Regions from separate parts of the Zea mays genome. Here region 2 is linked to region 1. A link is a contact called in public Hi-C data. All regions are on one chromosome and are shown on one strand. Each heading gives the region's core, a stretch centred on a gene start, on an enhancer-like site or on the middle of the called end of the contact. The rest is flanking DNA. Distances are from core to core; before and after follow the strand shown.

Region 1 (2,743 bases), core at 187-2,686:
TTTAATTATATTATCTTGTTTTGATACCTTTCAGAAAACAAAACAAGTAACCAACACTAAGCATTAATACCGAAGCTACCATTTGCCTTTTTATCCTACAAAGGATATGATAAAATCACTTTGTTGTTTCTTAGGGCTAGTTTGGGAACTCCATTTTTTCAAGGGATTTCTATTTTCCCAAGAGAAATTAGTTTATTTTCCCTTGGAAAAATGAAAATCGCATGAGAAAATTGAGTTCCAAACTAGTCCTAAAACGAATTAAAAACAACTGAGATTTATTAGTTTGAGAACCTTGGGCAAGGTTACAACCCAACAATGTTGTTTAGAAATACTTGTCTCATACATGAGCTAGACTTGTGATCCTGTTTATACGAATGAGAACGATTCACATCCAATAACAATACGTAATCCAAAACACATCCAACAATAATATAGAGCCTGATTATAAATACACACAATAGAATAAACGACACAATCTTTAAATAAATTAATGAACTGCCAAGCGATAACTGCGCCACAAGCTTAAATTTATGCTCCGAGGAAAATACATCTAATCAACCATAAAAAGTAGGCACGCAGTACTAGCTAGATGGTGCCACCGTTGCAGCGCAGGACCTGCGCGTTGACCCAGTGGCCAGCATCACTAGCGAGGAAGCTGACGAGCGGCGCGATGTCCTCGGGCATGCCGAGCCGGCCCAGCGGCGCCTCGGCGATGTATCGCTCCATGTCATCCTCCGTCTTGCCGGTGTACATCATGGGTGTCCCCGTGGACCCTGGCGCCACCACGTTGGCCGTGATCCCCGTGCCGCGCAGCTCGCGCGCCAGGATCTTAGTCATCACCTCCACCGCGGCCTTGCTTGCTGCGTATGCCGAGTAGCCAGGGCGCAGAGACCCAACTCCCGACGAAGAGAACGTCACGATTCGGCCGCGGCCGTCACGCACCAGCCGCCTGGCCGCCTCGCGGCAGCACAGGAAGGTGCCCCGTGTGTTGACGCTGAAGGCGGCGTCGAACGTCGCCTCGCTGGTCTCCGCCAGCGGCGGGTAGGAGTAGTCCAGCACCGCCGCCAACGTTACCAGGATGTGGAGCTCCCCGCCGAAGGCTGCGGCGGCCGCGTCGAACAGCGCCTTCACGGCTGCCGCGTCGGACACGTCCGCCTCGACCGCGATGGCTCGCGGCTGCTGGCTCTCGCCGGGGTGCTCGGAGGAGTTGATGGCGGCTACCAGCGTCAGAGCAGGTGCCGGGTCGCCGATGTACCCCACCACGACGCGCGCGCCGAGCGACGACAGGTGCTTCGACACGGCCGAGCCGATGCCGCCGGCACCACCGGTGACAATGGCTACGCGGCCGTGGAGCATCATCGATGCCGTCGCGTCCGCCCCGCCATTATTTGACTTGGGTTCAGCCATATGGGGTTCGAACGTGTGAACCGTTTGCCTGGTGGAAATGAAGCTCTGGAACGCAGGCAATTTAACGGTGTACATTCAGACCGTGCCACCGACACGTCCATACAGTGTACAGTTATCCGCTCCGATGCACGTGATTTGGGCTTGTCGACTTCAATGCAACAATATTCCTGGTTGGTGATAGTGAATGAGGACAGCGGCTCATCATTGCACGGAAACTGGACATGTCGGGCAATTCCACTTCTAGGTCGATCTACGTAGGAGTGATTTCTAGTGGCGTGGCGTGATACACATCATACATTTCAGAATGGAAGATATATTTGGTATTTAAAAATTCCGCCGAAGATCTAGATTTTTTCCGTGGATGTCATCGGCATGTTAGAGTTCAGATCAGCCACAATAGTAAACCGATAAAGATCCAACGGTCACGCAATGTTCGATGGCTTCCTTAAAGGCGGTTGGACATAAGACTATGTCCGACGGCTTCCTACAACCGTCGGACATAAGATTCTACGTCTGACGGCTGTCAGACAGACCGTCATCAATAACCTTATATCCGATGGCCTGTGTGACAGCCGTCGAACATAATCTTATGTCTTATATCCGACAGCTGCCACACAGGCCATCGGATATAAGAGAGTTTAAGCCACGACGCCCAACCACGCCGTTTCATTTCACCCGTCACGAGCGCTTCACCGCCGATGCCAGCCCACCCCTTCACCGACGCCCACCACCGCCCTCGCCGGCGCCCGTGCCTACCGTCACCTCCAGCCCCAGCAGTCGCCCGTCCCGCCGTTTTCCGCCCCGCCACCGGCTCCCGCCACCGTAGGCGCCCGCTGACGGCCTTCTCGCTCCCATTGGCGCCCGCTCCGCCCCCACCGCCTCGCCGGCTCCAACGCCCATCCGCCCCTACATCGCCCGCACCGACCATCCTGATCTCGCCATCGGCTAAGTGAGTATTTTTTGCCTTGTACTATAATTTTGTAGATGCATATAAATTGTTTGCAAGTATTTATTTTTAGTATTAAATGATTTATTTGTAAATATTGTTTAGTTTGTTATGTTCGACAGCCGGAGTTTGTTTATGTAATTAAATTAGCTTGTTTTAATTCATTTAGTGGTGTCTAGATAATTTAAACTTTTAATTTATGAGGGTCATTATTATGCCCTTGGAAATAAGGTCATTTTATATGATTTAGGGTTCCGTGAAATGTTTTTCTATATAATATTGTACTGGTGTGGTTTATTAGTTTAACTACGTAATAATTTACGATGATTCTAGTTATTCGTAGTGTATCATAGATGTAGGGGCATGATTTACTTAACTAATGTCGTTAAC
Region 2 (3,045 bases), core at 167-2,666, 170 kb after region 1:
AGGATCCGCAATACTTGTTGTAATCACAACTATACAGTCTGCAAGTTTAAACTTCAATTGAAAACAAATATTGTTCTTTTGTAAATGTTAAAACTAATGACGACCTATATCGCTAAATGTCTTGTCCAAAACATGTTGTCGATATTTGCAGTCAGACCATGGATGGCTTCATTCTTTTGGATCAGCAGCCTACAGAATGCACATATTAAAAAGGAAATTACATTAGTAACTGAAATGGGCTGACATCTACAAAGGGAAAACTATATATGTACCGGTGACATGATACTAATTAGTAGCAGCTCTTGGATAACGAGCAAAACTGTGCCTTCACTTGAGAACAGATGCTCTAGGTATGCAGAACTAAGTAAAATGAAATCTGTTTACTAGTTGACGGTGTTAAGGTGTGTCCTCTACGCTAGCCGGTTAACAGTTATTGGGATAGTGTTAACATTAATCGTCTAATCGTGCCCCTGATCAGGGAGCTATTCTAACTATTGGTTGCAGTCTCTAGTTACACGACACCATATCAATAGATTAAGGGGGCCGACGGGTTTAGCCAACGCTAATCACTCGATCACAAAAGTCTAATCGACACTTTACAGAGGTCCTTATCACCTAAGCGCTCAGAGTGACTGGAAGAGATGCGGCTCATGGCTTTGATCCGCGTAGACTCCCCAACGGGATCAGGATCTAAGCTTCCCCTGTAGGTGCCAACTGCCAATAGAGGAGTCACTCCATCGCCGACCAGCGACAAGAACCAGTCTCCTCGCCACATGCAGGGAGGTGGAGGAGGCAGATCTTCGCTGTAAGACGCCGCCGCCATGGCTGCTGCGATGAACAACAATGAAGGTATGTACCTCTGTTCCTCTCAGTATAATAGATCTAGTCGTTATCGAGGAATTGTAGTTACGAATTGGTATTCTGGAGGCTTAGGAATCGATCCTAGGCACTATGAACATTGATCAGAAGCTACAACTACAATATGAATCCTGCTGTGTAAAAGGAAGTTCAAATTGGCTGGTATGAATAAGAACTGAAAACATGGCTGTCATGAATAAGAACTGAACACAATAATGTTTTCATGACTGTAGAAGCTACATGTTTCATTGGTTCGTGCAGGAGCTTTCAAAAAAATGCACATGTTCACCTGAGATTGTTTACACACCAACAGAAATGTAAAGTCAGGAGCTCAGGACAATAAAGCATTACTACTCAATACCTGTTCTGTTGTGCCTGTTGTAGCTTGCGCCTCCATGGCATCACAGGGAGCGGGAGGCCGGCTGGCCGGCTGGGTTTCAGACGACGGGGTGGGTGGGGGTGGGAGGTGTCAGTGGCGCACGACGCCACAGGAAGCGGGAGGCCGTTGGGGGATCACTAGGGGGCTGGCGGTGGCACTGTGAGGCTAGCGACGGCGCGTCGCAGGAGCTGCAGGTTGGTTTCCCATCGCCCGAGACATCGTTTACTCCGGTGCAGACGTGGGGCGCTTGCGGGACGCTCGGCTCTCGTGCCAAATCTCTATTCAATAGTAAGGTGGTAAGGGATAGTTCCGTCACCGTACTGTCTTTCTCATTCTAACTTTCCCGCAAAGTCCATTCTCATTCCTAGCTGTCATTCCGTGTTCTGCCATTTACATTCCTTCTCCCCGTACTGTCTTTCTCATTCCCTCTCCCCGCAAAGCTCATTCTCATTCCAACGTGCATCTCACGCCTAGCTAAAATTAAATTAAAAAACACAAATGTGCCCCTCAAGCAAATATGCTCGTAGCTACCACTACCACATGTGTGTTTATATCAATATCTGTTACAGTAAAAATATCTACTACATCTGTCTTAAAGCCTACCGGCTACCCTTGCACAATGTGTAGTAGTAGATAATTATCAACGAGATTCCTGAATTATATTTTTAGATAGAGGAAGTACTATTTAAAGAAGAGTCTTGCATGCAATTTTTTTGTTTGATGTTTTCAACTTAAATTCTTTTTTTATATGTGTGACATTTATTCTCCGTAATATATTTTTCATGGATCTGACTTGTGAGTCATTTTCATAAACCAACGCCAAAGATAAATCCATGTTTCTTATTTGGAAACCCCGAACAAACACCACTGGCAGGAAGCGCTCGCATTGGCGTCGCTCATCGACGACGAGAAAAGCTTGGTGCCTGTCAGTTCGACCTCTGGAAGTTATACTACGTGACTGCATGCGTCGCTGTGTTCGACAAGCTCCGGCGCAGCCGCCGCTTGGACGCGGTCCAGAGTGGCTGCACCACGCTGTCCATCTTCAAACAGGGGGACCTCATGGTCGTCGCCAAACGTCGGCGACTCTCGGGTTGTTCTGGGCACCGCATCCGACAACGGCGCTGTCACGCCGTCCAGCTCATCATCCACCTGAAGCTCAACCTGCCATGTAAGTCACTACTGACCGGCCATGAATTCTTGTGCGCTGGGACGACGATCGTTGCTGACGTTGTGTGAATGTCCTCGAACAAGATGTATGTAGAGAAGTAGCACATCTGGTGGTGCAAAGGCTAGGTGTACTACCTCGCTGATGAGCCCGGGGTGCACTTCGTTTGGCAGCCTAGCCAAGAGTCATCGATACTCGCCATGTCGTGCATGTTCAATGATTACTATATCAAGGACTATGGCGTCATCTTGGCCAGAGGTGACGCAGAGGATGACCGATAGCAATGACCACTCGCCATCGTCGGGGTAGCTTTTGTGCTGGTCTGCCTTTAATTCTCTTCGCAAACACATGCATTTGTCTTTTTTGTTTAAGCAAGCGTGTATGGTGGTGCGTACCTGATGACTGACAGTGTACGAGGGAACTTCTAACGGTAGATGTGGCACGTGCTCTTTAATAATGAGACCATACAGATCGTGGCATATATCAAAAGTCTGCATGATATTGATGGTTTCAATGTAGTAGTGAAACAACTAAATTAAAATAACAAAATTTATATATGGCCAGGATTACAAATAGATTATGAAACATTTTTTATAACAATATAAGACATATTTTATATATAAGTTATTATGTTATTATATGT

Evidence for each region. Hi-C and Micro-C count contacts between places; a contact is called where the count stands out from the background.
Region 2: a contact with region 1 is called in a Hi-C map of ear, with 2.4 times the contacts expected there. The contact joins the enhancer-like site here to the promoter of LOC100284513 in region 1. A contact is called at or near these places in 4 of 25 Hi-C or Micro-C datasets (ear, leaf and tassel).

What each region holds. Positions count from the first base shown.
Region 1 is chr7:93,292,279-93,295,021 of Zm-B73-REFERENCE-NAM-5.0, forward strand. It overlaps LOC100284513 (estradiol 17-beta-dehydrogenase 8), which reads right to left and starts at 1,437. Exons shown (of 1, transcript NM_001157408.2): 1 at 435-1,437. The coding sequence starts at 1,407. The coding sequence ends at 586.
Region 2 is chr7:93,464,820-93,467,864 of Zm-B73-REFERENCE-NAM-5.0, forward strand. It overlaps the pseudogene LOC100304321. Among protein-coding and RNA genes, the nearest start is that of LOC100279578, 45 kb to the left of the region's middle. Within about 2 kb of position 1,417, at least 6 of the 20 cell types and tissues checked have an H3K27ac peak or open chromatin away from gene starts, as enhancers often do. A contact at or near this core is called in ear, where this site is marked.